2 separate regions of the Mus musculus genome follow, and region 2 is linked to region 1. Evidence: chromatin contacts called from public HiChIP or PLAC-seq data. All regions are on one chromosome and are shown on one strand. The core of a region is the stretch at or near the end of the contact, and the rest is flanking DNA. Distances in the headings are between cores, read along the strand shown.

The links. HiChIP or PLAC-seq counts read pairs in DNA pulled down with a chosen protein or histone mark.
Region 2: a contact with region 1 is called in an H3K27ac HiChIP or PLAC-seq map of embryonic fibroblasts, with 2.6 times the contacts expected there. The contact joins two enhancer-like sites. A contact is called at or near these places in 1 of 15 datasets of contacts at CTCF or cohesin (the NIH/3T3 cell line), 2 of 484 Hi-C or Micro-C datasets (bone marrow-derived macrophages and cerebellum), 3 of 115 datasets of contacts at active chromatin or transcription factors (effector CD8 T cells, embryonic basal ganglia and embryonic fibroblasts) and 3 of 9 other capture datasets (adipose tissue, embryonic stem cells and liver).

Annotation. Positions count from the first base shown.
Region 1 is chr10:39,319,589-39,325,949 of GRCm38.p6, reverse strand. No RefSeq gene overlaps it. Among named protein-coding and RNA genes, the nearest start is that of Gm31616, 47 kb to the left of the region's middle. Within about 2 kb of position 3,554, at least 41 of the 459 cell types and tissues checked have an H3K27ac peak or open chromatin away from gene starts, as enhancers often do. A contact at or near this core is called in embryonic fibroblasts, where this site is marked.
Region 2 is chr10:39,518,162-39,524,522 of GRCm38.p6, reverse strand. Fyn (Fyn proto-oncogene) reads right to left here. Exons shown (of 14, transcript NM_001122893.1): 6 at 1,671-1,769. Among named protein-coding and RNA genes, the nearest start is that of Gm40627, 69 kb to the left of the region's middle. Within about 2 kb of position 2,517, at least 32 of the 459 cell types and tissues checked have an H3K27ac peak or open chromatin away from gene starts, as enhancers often do. A contact at or near this core is called in embryonic fibroblasts, where this site is marked.

The sequences.
Region 1 (6,361 bases), core at 2,305-4,804:
CAAACAAATTTAAAAAATGAAAGCCTTCCTGCTGTGTGTGGTGGTACATGCCTGGAATCCCAGCACTCAGGAGGATTATCAGTTTGAGACTAGCATAGGCTACCCAGAAAAATCATATCTCAAAACAAAAACAAAACAACAGACAAACAAACAAACTCAAACATGGGCCAGCAAATGATTCAGAAGGTAAGTCATGCAAGTCTGATGACCTGAGTGAGGGGCGGGGGGAGTGACAGCAAAAGTTCCTTCTAATTAGCACGTGTGTATACACACACACACACACACACAAATACATGCTCACATATATATACATCCTCACACACACACAAATGCTCACACACTCACAAACATACACACATTCATACATTTATACACACTCACACATATACACACGCTCACACACATATACACATTCACACACACACTCACAAATGTATACACACTCATATATATATATATATATACATATACATATACATATACATATATATATATACACACACACACTCACACACATTCATACATTCACACACACACTCACAAACATATACACACTCACATGTATATACACACTCACACACATACACACATTCACACACACACTCACAAACATATACACTCACACATATACACTCATTCATTCATATACATACTCACACATGTATACACACACTCACAAACACACACACTCATACATATATACACACTCACACATACACACACACTCACAAACATACACACACATATATACACACACTCATACACATACACTCATATTCACACACATACATACACACCTGGACACACACTCTTAAGTACATAGATACAACCTGAAACTTCTAAAGCTTTTATCAGTGTTCCTTTGGGAATCTTATATTTTGAATAATAGCATATCTGTGTGCGGTGGTATGTACATGCAATACCAGCATTCTGGAGGCAGAGGCAAGAGGATTACCACAAATTCAAGATCAGCCTGGTCTGTATACCAAGTACCAGGCCAATTAGGGCATCATAATGAGACTGTCTCAACTAATAAAATAGATAGATAGATAGACAGACAGACAGGTAAAAACAGTATAATTGCAGGCCCCTGAAAGGTGTTTCTTGGCAGCACTCTCCTGCCCACCTCTGATCTTCCTGAGAAATCCACAGAGGGTAGTCTCTTCTCTCTGGGCATGTGCCCCAAACTTCCCTCTCTTTCCTGCATCCCTGTTACATCTCCTTCTTCCCTTTTTATTTTCTTTGTATCTTAAAAAGACAGATTTAGATATTCAAAAAAAGAATGATTATTATCTGGGAGGACATTGTCTCATCATCCTTTCCAAGGTGGAAGAGAACACATTATTTTTAGTTTCTTAGACAGACATTCCTAACAGGATAGTGAAATTATCTGTCATCTGTGACATCAGACTTTAGGGAGGTCTGCGGTCACACAGTAATTTGAAAGTTGCAGTTGGAATCTGATGAAATCACAGGGGGTGTTGCAAGAGACACCCTTGCAGAAATTTCAAAGTGATCTGAAGGCTGCTTAGTTAATGTATTGGCTTAAATATATTTTCTGTGTACTTCTTGCAAAGTCTAATTAGCATGCATGTTCTGTCACACTGTAGGTATTGTCGGTGGCTTTTTATAAATAAGCACTTGCTTCCTAATGACTCCATGAAACTGAATGCCAGCCACATATGTGCTCACCTTTAATCATGGTGCAGCTCTGCCAAAGACTTAATTACAAAGGAAAGGTGGGATCCTTTCCCGCTGGCTTTACACGCCTCCATCAGGCGTGTTGCATTGTGGGACATTAGGACGTCACTGTGTTTATCTCAATGCCAACAATACTTGCTTTCATGTACATTATATTCGTTGATTATTTCTATCTTTAGTGAGCAAGATCTATATCAGGTACTGTTCTGGAGTCTGAAGATAGGGAGAAATACCAGAAGACAGTTCACCCAATGTTTGCAGTCTGGATCTAACTAACCACCACTCTTAAGTTGAAGCACTCCAAGTGAGCCGCGTAGAGTAAGGGGGCCTGGCCAGGGATTTTTGGGAACAAATTTATTGGTGTAAAACCTCTATGTAACACTGTCAGCAATTTCATGATGTTATGAGTTATAAAAACCAGAAATGTATTTAAGAAGGAAAAAATACCTGGACTCTTCTCAATTAGGATAAAGTAACTATTATAGATATGTTGCCTGAAGGCAGTGTCTTAAAAGTTTAGTTTCCAGCATTTGGTCCTACTGGGTGACAGTAGACCATTTTAAGAGACGTGGCCCATTGGGAGGGTAGTTAAATCACATAGGGTATGTCCTTAAAGGGAATACTGGGACTGGATACCAAGAAAAGAGCAGCTACCTCCACCATGCACTTTGACATATGAGTCTCTCTCCCCTCAGGCCCCAAAATAAGGAACCATTTGGATCATGAGCCAAAAAAACCCTTCCCTCCTAAAGTTGATTTGCCTTAGTGTTTGTCACAGTAGCAGGAAGCTCACACAACAGCGCTCTGCAAAGTGCTTTATGAACTCATCAATGCTGCAAGACATAGGAGCTTCTGTTTGTATAGTTGACCATCAGTTAGATGCTCTGCATATAGTGGACCACCAGTGAGATGCTCTGTGTATAATGGACCATCAGTGAGATGCTCTGCATATAGTGGACCACCAGTGAGATGTTCTATGTATAATGGACCAGTAGTGAGATTCTCTGTGTATAGTTTACCAGAAGTGAGGTGTTTCGATAGGAATGAATTCTTCTGATTTGAAACTTAATGTTTTCAGAAATCAGTGCAGGATCTGTGATTCTGGAAGGAGACATGGATGAAAGTGCAAACGGCATGTGATGGTGGTAAGGCACAGCCCTGCCCCTCCTTTCCTCCTGGCCAATTCTGGTCTTCGCCCTATATATTATCCTCAGAGAGACTCTTCAAAGGACAACTCCATTTACTTACCTCAAACCATCACAGTCAAACTGACATTGCAATTCTATAGTATTTGGTTTCAATAAGACAAAAATAAACACAAATTACATCCACTTAACTTTATTTTAAATCATCTGCTGGGATTCTAGTCTCCTTCTAGAAACATAATTGTGTATCAGTTAACAATCCAGCATAAGAAGATTATAGGTATAATTTAGGGTGGAAAATGACTAGGGAACATTTTCTATAATTGTAAATTGAAATGAACTCTTTAGAAACAGCTAAATGACTTTTGGCAATGCTAAATCCTAGCCAAACCAACTAAAGATGGTTGTTGAGACATCTAGCTCCCTAGATTAGTCTTTGCTACATACTAGGAGGCTAATAAGGTTTCAGTCGTCTTTCTTTTGCTTCTTTTAGCTTGTCTATCTCCCCTACTCTTACATTTTTGCGGATGTCTGTCTTGTTTCAGTCAGGATCTAGATCTGGCTGTGGTGGACAGACATCCAAAACAGCAGAGGCTTAAATAATGAGAAGAGTTTGATTTTTTTCCATAATTGAGTTCAAGATGTCTGAAGGAATCTATTTTACTGAATCATCAGAGCACTTGGCTGCCTGCCTTTTCCATTCCACAGTGGGGAAGAGCCTGCCTTTCTTCAAGACCACAGTCTGAAGGTGGCATGTGTTACAACTGCTCATAAACATCCCATCAATGATAATGTCACATGTCACACCCAGCTGGAAGGGAGCTAACAATTTTCGTTTCTCTTTTGGTTGGCTGTGTGCTCCCAGCTGACTGGATATTACTGCAGGAAAAGAGGCAGATAGCTATTAAGGAGCCAATAACGACTTAGAGATAAATGTCGTATTAAATACTCAGCCTCGGGATCAAAGCTTTATACTGATTGCTCTCAGAGTGAAATGTCTAGTCCACAAGCATTAGTACCACGTGGGCACTTGATACAAACTCGGACTTTTCCATCGTCTACTCAACAGCGCCTTGGGTAGAGAGTCTTGAGTCTCAGGGAGCCTTCCCAGTGATTCCAGTGCCTGGTAAGACTTGAGAACCACTGAGCAGGGACTCACTTTTCCAAAATAGCTAAGCTGGGGTCAGGAAGGCTTCGAAGCGATCAGCTCCTGACCCTTGACTTCTCTGGTCCATGTTAAGTCACTCTGTCTGAATCGGTCCTCGTGATGGCTCATTGACCCAGCAACCAGAACTTCCTCTGATGACGCTGACGAGCTTGCTTACCACTGTTCCTTTGCTTGCCAGCATGGAATGACAGATCTGACACGGAGGACACATCTGAGTCCCCACTAACCATCGTCATTACTCCTCTCCCTCCTTCTGGGACTCGCTTGCCTCAGTCTCTCCCTCTCCATTCTAGAGTTATTTTGGGAGGATCTCTGCTGAGCAGCTGTCCCCGAGGAGGCATCCAGTGTCTCATACTGTATTTTCTTTTCCCCAAACAGCTAATTATGCTGCTGACGTCTGTCCAGTCCAGAGATGGGGGAAGGGAACAGTGGTTCAACAGTGAGTTGATCCCATGGAGAATTCTACCTCACACAGCGCATGCTTCCCCCAGCACCCTCCTAACTGTCAACAGCGGTGTCTGTCATCTGGTGGCCAGACATCCGAACAGACTTTGCCAATTAGAGAAGTCACACCTCTCGGTTGGCAGGCGCGTGCTATTGTGCCTGAGACCAAGGCAGAGAGCCATATGGCTTTCATGAAAAAGATTCGCCAAGGGAGAAACAAGGGGGTGCCCCTGAGGGCAGCCTGTGTCAGATGGGAGGCCTTTGCTGATGAAGTTCACAGGTAAAGCTGGAGGGTGGGCTGTTAGGTGGTGTAGATGTAATTCAGACTACTGCGACACCACTTCAAATCAGCATTTCCTTCAGGAATGCTGACATTGAATTTGGCTTGGCAGCCTTAAGCCCCTTCTGTTCTTTTCTCCTTTGTTATTTCCCCAGCTCTCTTATGGTGAACTCTTGAGTTTTGCTCCACTGTGTGAGGAAAACAGAACAGGGAAAATAATAGCAATCACCCCACCTCCTCAATGTGCGCGCGCGCGCACACACACACACACATACACACACACACACACTCACAGTTGTCAAGTTGTAAAGGCTGCTGCAATCCAGTTCATCGGCGTTCATTCCACCTCAAGGCAATTTGCAATGGCACAGGGAAAGTGCATTTGATGGTGGTTTTCCACATGAGTAAGGAAAAAGGAAGTTCTCCCTGTTTGGATTTGAATCCTGGTCCTCCACGGGTGAGCCATGAGTGGCTGCATCACTCAGTTGTCATGTTGGCCCCTGTTTCTCAATTAATAGAAGGGGCTCTGAGGCTGTGCTGGACTCCAGCATCCTTTATGTCCAAGAACACTTACGTTGTAAATAACCCAAATGAGGCTGAAGCGCAACACCACCATGCTCTCCCATAGAAACTATAGACATGTGAATTTATCTTTCTTCTAATTTTAATGTTGAAAAATTTCAATACTCACAAAGATAGTGAAAAAATATAAAGAGCCCTATACACTAAAAACCAGTTTCAACACTGTCTTGTTTTCTCTAGTCTAAAACCAAACCAAACCAAATCTACAATATAATATTTTATTGTCCTATTTAAATCTTTATTGTGTGTGTGTTCCTTGTATATATGTGTGTCCTGTATATGTGCGTGTGTGTGTGTGTATTGGCCTCTGACATTGTTCCTTAAAAAGCTAGTCATCTTGCTTATGAGACAGAGTTTCTCATTGACCTGAAGCTCCCTGGTTAGACTAGGTGGGCTGGACGTTGAGTCTGAGAAATTCTCCTGTCTCTGCCTCCCCAGTTTTGGATTATAAGCACATACCACCATACTTGGCTTTTTACATGGGCTAGGTGGAATTTAAGTCAGACCTTTGAATTTGTACAATAAATACCTGACCCACTGAGCTCCTAAATGTTTTACTTTTTAAAAAATCCTTTGCATTTGTGTGTGTGTGTGTGTGTGTGTGTGTGTGTGTGCGTGTGCATGCATGCATGCACGTACGTGTATGCACACATTATGGAACAGCTAATGTGAGTAAAGAACATATGCTTATCTCACATTTTTTGTGGTGAGAATATTTAAATCTGCTTGCATTTTCAAGAATATTCTATATTGCTATTAACTGTAGTCATCACATTGTGCAGTAGATGTCTTGAGTGTGTTTCTCTCGTCTAAATGGCATTTGTGTCCCTGGCAGCACCACCTGCCCTTGCCCCCTTACCACTCCAGCTGCAGACAACCACAATTCAATCTGTACTATTTCCTCCCATCTGCACCCAGGATTCGTGATTTTGTTTGTTTGGTTTTGGAGACAAGGTCTTCCTATGTACCCCCAGTTGACTATGATATATAAGTGAGGCCACCCTTGAACTCACAGAAATCTGCCTGCCTCTGCCTCTCGAG
Region 2 (6,361 bases), core at 1,268-3,767, 200 kb before region 1:
ATTTCAGCACTGGATTGTATATGAGAGGATAAGTATGCCAAGAGCCCAAGGGAGAGTTCTGGAACATTCCACCAGAATCTGTGAGTAGGAGCAGCTTTCAGGACCAAACCATCACAGTATTCATCTATGAAAGCAAATGGTTTTAAAAATGAAGCTTCAATTCACCATGCCTGAATGTAGCTAGGAAGTTCACCATCAGATCCTTCTGTGAGTCAAAGAATTTCACCGAAGGAGCGTCACCTTCAGTGACTTGAGAAGTACCCAAACTCTCCACAATCCCAGCGTAGCAATAGCTGCTGTAAAGGATACGACACCAGCTATGTGAGAAATGTCTTTTTTTGGTTTGTATCAGTAACTCAATTAAAATGCTGTGTAAAACTGGTGAGAGGAAGGCCTGCAGAACAAGAGGTTACACTTAACCACACGCTGCTTGTGCAAAATACCGATTAATTGCACGTGTAAAAACCACAGGCTGTATTTTAAAAAGCTAACTTATACTCTAAAAAGCCCAAAATATTAAAAAAAAACCTTATCATTATAAATATGACTTAAATATGCACCCCCAAGTGGATTCTCAGTTAAATCAAAGGAATGTTACTTTGTAGTTAAGTTTTAAATTCCGAAAAGACACAGGAGATATTTACCAATCTGTCCTAAAAATTCAATACAAATACACATATTTCCTATTTTCTGATAATGAAACACACTAGTAACGAAGGGGGTAAAACAGCTCAAAACACAGTGCTGGAGAAGCAGAAACAGATCGAAGTGTAGGAGTACAAAAGACTTAAAGAAGAATGATGGACGCATGAGGATTAGGCTAGGGTGAAGGTCTACTCCTCTGTGCTGTGCCTCCGCAAATCCACAGCAGGCTGCAGGCCGTGAGCAACCGACAGTGACTCCTTTCTCTTTCTGGTGAGGTCTGTCCCTGTAGGTGGGGTAGAGGCCATCCATGTTCCTGAGCTTGGGACATCAACCTCCCTCCCCATTTCCTAAGAGTTCCTACAGGTTTCTCTGGAAAGAGAATGAACAATGACCAGTCAGCCATCCTTTGAGAGCCCCAGACTCCTACCACTTTCCAAAACTGCCTCCCTCCAGTGGGAGGGTGGGGCCAAATAACTGCTGGTCAAGGTCGACCAGCCACAACACCAACCGAGACCTCAGTCCAAGGAAAATATCCCTCGAAGCCCACAACTGCAGTAGTTTCCAAGTTGCTCTTCTGCCTGGGGAACAAAAAGCTATGTCTTTTCAGAAGGCTCAGTATTTCTGATTATCAAGCAGAGGACTCCTGTGTGTGTGTGTGGGCTTAATCTCTCATAATTATCTGCCTCCCAAGTGCTCAGGGAGCAGACTGCAGGCGCACGGTGGGCTCTCAGTAACACACACTGCAGCTGTGGTTTCCCCACATTGGTTTTTCATCTGGAGCAAGTTACTGGGTTTTCATCTAGGGTACTCACATAGAGCTTCTCAATCAGAAAACGGACGGGCTCAAAGGAAACCACGAAGTGAATAACAGTGTACTGCGCAGACTCGACAGCACAGCAGGACTGTAGCCTCTCAACCCTTAACCACTGGGAAAGGTCTTCTCGCTCCTGTGCTGTGTCACTGGCATTTTATGTGACAATTAAAAGCAGATATTTAGACAGACAACAACAACAACAACAACATACTCTTCTGCCTGGATGGAGTCAACTGGAGCCACGTAATTGCTGGGAATGTAACCAGTTTCCCCGGTTGTCAAGGAGCGGGCTTCCCACCAGTCTCCTTCCCTGCAAAGGAAAAGAAGGGACATGAATTGAACGCACCATCCAGCTGGGAATTCTGCAGGCCGACCCTATGCCTTTTCTGTAGCCTTGTGCCCCCTTCTGCAAACTTTCAACACGGGCCCTAAGAAATCCAAAGCACCACGCGCTGAAGTCAGAGTGCTTTTCTTACGTGCACGAGGCTCTAGGTTCAATACCCGGCCCCACATAAGCTAAGGGTGGAAATCCCAGTAGGAGGTTGAGGAGTTCAAGGGCATCATCAGGAGATCCTGAAACGGAAACTTTCCCACTTAGGGCTCGGGGAGGAGCATCTTTCTGGGTAGGAGGCAATCTTGAATGAGGGGTGTGTGTGTGTGTGTGTGTGTGTGTGTGTGTGTGGAGTACACACACCAGCCTCAGTTTACTTTGGAGAAGCAGTAGGAGGCCCAGTGAGGGTTGGATGTATGCTTAGTGGACCTATCAAGCTTGCTCTTGACGAAGTAGGAAGAAGACATGACCTTCTGCAGGTAGTATAAGAACACCACATAACAGGATTTCCTCAGACACTCTCAACAGGATGTTACTCTATTAAACATTCATAGCTCCCCCCACCCCCACCCCCAGATTCAGATGGAGGCCAGGCAGTTGTGTAGCTGGAGGGCAGAAGAGATCTCTGAGCCACTGCAGCAAAATTCTCAGAGTGTGAATCAGGAAGGGCACTTCCGACTCTCAGTTTACAGTCACTATATATAGAACTATTATCCATACGCTTGGATTCATGAAGGTTTATGGCATGTGAGCTTCCTCCCATTAACAGTGGGTGGGCCAATGATCATGTGCGTGGAGTTTAGCTGTGACTTGCACCAAATGAAAGCCTCTCTATCTATGAGGGCCAGGGAAACAGGCCTGCCGGTCACCATATTAGGCGCCTCAGCCTCTGACCATTACAGACACATCACCTCCTTTTCTTCTTTTTTTAGTCTGTGAAGGTAACAAGAGAAACCTCAGGCCTTTCTTTTCTTTTTCTTTTTTTTAAAATTGTCTTTGGCTGGGCTCTGTTGATGCTCAGTCAGGGAAGAAAACGTACTGATTTTGGGCTGGGAAGACCTTCCCCAGGTCAACATTAGGTAGACACCCTGGCCTCCTGTTAAGCCAGAGTCCTCCCTCCTTCAGGTTCCCTACAGAAAAAACTTCTGAGCAGGGGTACCAAGGACCAGTGACATCTGGTGGGGCTTTAGAAAGTCACAGAATAAAAGAATAAAATGGGAACTCATCCAAGTGGGTGTGGCTATGAGATAAATAACAGTAGAAAACACACACATACACACACACACACCCAAAGTGCTAATATAAGTTTTAAAAAATTATATTAAAAAATTATGTGTAGGCATGTGTGCCTCTCTATGCAGTAATGTGCAGAGGAGTGGAGGTGCCCTTGGATACCAGAGACCTCTATCCTGCTGGAGCTACAGATGGTTATGAGCTTATTGATGTGGGTGCTGGCAGCACACTCTTAACTCCTGAGCTATCTCTCTAATTTTGAGGGATTATAAAACCTATTTCTTGGTTAGGGGTGTTAGAGCACACATTTAGTCCAAGCACTTGGAAATAGAGCCAGGTGAATCTCAATGAGTTCAAAGCCAGCCTGGTCTACAAAGTGGGATCCAGGACAGTCAGGGCTACATAGTGAGACAACAAACAAACAAAGAAACTCCTAGCATCTTTCCTTTTTAACCTTATTAAACTAACAGATCAACCATGAGAGTGATACTGTAGTTCTCTTACCCAGAAAACTGTTTAATTATAATCACATTGTGTCCATATTCTTATTTGAAATATTTATACACATCAAAGAATTTACATAGACAAAACTCCCCCAAGGAGAGCCATGTCCTTTGTCAAGTGAACATCTCTCTTAGCTACCATTCGTGCATGTGTGCATGTGTGCCTCTGCCTTGTACATCTCATGACGTAGATGCTTTGTGGCCGCGTGCCTGCCTAGTGCACACAAGGCCAGGAGCCCATCCCCACCCCCAAGGAGAAAACCAAGTTAACATTTTAAGTCAGCACTGTTCCCATTTCTAGCCCCACAGAAATATATGTAGTTGTAAGTCTAGCATCTAAATGCATATTGGAAGTTATACTGACCACCATGTGTTTAAGAAAAAGGCTTTACCTTCATTTTAATAGTGAGTGTTTACTGCTCTGAAATTCCACTAGATGGAGACATTTCATCATTGAAAAACATAAAGATCACCCACTGGCTCTTCACAGCAACCAACCTTCACTGCTCCCAGCCTGGGAACCGCTCCAGACAGTGAAGAAGAATGAAGAGCTGGCAGCCCAGGCTTGTCTCCTAACGCATGCTAACCTTCATCAAGTTACTTCTAGTTAAATCAAAGTGAAAAAGAGCGAGCACCAATTTCAGGTGATGTCAGGATGTTGGGGGATCTTGCTGCAATCGGGGACAAGCCCAGTCTTACTCAGGTGACTGAGTAATCATGAATTGACTCACTAATGAGGCAATTTCCAATTTAAGTTAGTATCAGCTGTCTTGTTTTGGTGTAGCCATCTAAATAAGTTTACACACATTAGAATGTAACAGTTGTTCAGAAGAAAGATAGCACCACTCTGGACTTAACGTTTCTGGGCCATTTTTCCCCCTCACAAGAGTGACACACAAATGACAAACAGTCACACATTATAAGGCAAATGTCACATCTTGTGGCATTTTTCTCACACTCTATTCTCACTGGTCCTAGACTCAAAATATCTACTACAAGCTGTTAGGTAAATAAACAAGCAAAAACTATTTAATTCACTGGCAGCACCCATTCACCTCCACAGTCCTGCACACAGTGTTGGTTTGGAGCGGGATCTCTAACAGGACCCTTACACTTATATTTTTGGTTGTGAGCCTAGCCTTTAACGGTTGAGCCGTCTCTCCAGCCCAGGACCCTTATTCTTGACTTGAGCTACTGTAGTTAATCAGCATTTGAAAATCTGTGCCTGTGTGTGTGTGTGTGTGTGTGTGTGTGTGTGTGTGTGTGTGTGTGTGTGTGTGTGTGTGTGTGATGCATGCTGTTCAGGTATTCTTGCCAGTGTGTTTGCATGTCTACAGAGGCCAGAGGACTACATGGGCATCTTTCTCAGTTATTCTCTTCTTTGTTTTTGAGAAAGGGACTCTCACTCTCACTGAACCTGCAGCTAGCTCATTTAGCGAGACTGGGTGAGCAGTGACTCCTCCTGTCTGTCTGCTTTCCCAGGAATGGGTTACAAGTAGTGCTGCCTGCCACACTCAGCTTTCTGCGGACTAGACAAGGTTCCTAGGACTGACTGCTGGGGTCTGGACTAGATTCCCAGGCCTGAGCTGCTGGGAACTGTAGTAGGTTCCCTGGCCTGAGCTGCTGAGCTGTCTCTCCAGCCTATAAAGCTGCAGTTCTTTAAACTGTTCTTACAGTTCAGCTTTTTAATTCACTCGTACCTGGTAAGATACTGTCTTATTGTCTGACCCAAACCCGTGATTTAATCCGACACTGGTTGAGAATGGCTTCTAAGTTTTTGTAACAGACTCTGTTCTTCCATCCCGTCTTTAATCCTCAAGTCCCTCACAGGGCTGCGGCTTCAGGTGCTGGAAGTCCAGATACTTTGGAGATCAGATGGAGGCAGGAAGTGGCTTTGCCAAGAGCAGCCAGCCTTGAGCTGTCTGGCCAGCCAGGGATACTGGATTCTTCCTGCATTCCACAGCTGTACTTCTTACTCAAAGATAAGACTCTTGAAACTACTTTTATCACATGTCTGGGTAATACAAACTTTTTTTTTCCCCAGCTGGGTGGTGGTGGCACATGCCTTTAATCTCAAGCACTGGGGAGGCAGAGACAGGAGGACCTCTGGGTTGGACACAAGCCTTGTCTACAGAGTGAGTTCCAGGTCAGCCAAGACTACACAGAGAAACCCTGTTTTGAACACCAAACCAAACCACCAAACTTATTAAAAAAAAAAAAAAAATCAAACCAATTTTTTTTTTTCCTGATTATGACAGAAACTAGCTTTCAGTAGGTCCTGGGTCAGGCCATGATTGCACCTATGTAAAACACCCACTGCATTTTAAGGACATGCTGTTTCAAGGTGGGTAAATCACCAGTTACAAAGTGTGAGAACGGGGGTGGGGAGAGAAGGTGAACTTACAGTGCTGTGAACGCAAGCCTTTTACTACTGAGAACTCCCAACGGGTCAGCGAGGACCCCTCCAACCCTGTGTGCACTGGGAGGAGCCTTCTGAGCACGTCCTGATGGGAGGGGTAGTCAGAAGGAACACATGGGGGGGCAGCTGCCCCGGGGAGGACAGAGCCCCATTCCTCTCCTGTCAGGGCTGGTGGTGGTGGAGGGAGGGAGGGAGGCCTTCACACCATCTGCTCTGTCTTTTGCTCTGTATTCCCTTCCCTGTTATTACCCTTGACTCCAGGATATCGTTTTGCTGTACAAACCTTACTTTTCTTTTCCATAACCGTGAAAAGGGGCACTTAAATACCATGTAGGACAAAGAATTTTATCCTTAAAGGAAAAGTCCCTTAGCAATGTTCTCTTCTAGGAGAACAGGGTCAGAGGACCAGAGAACTC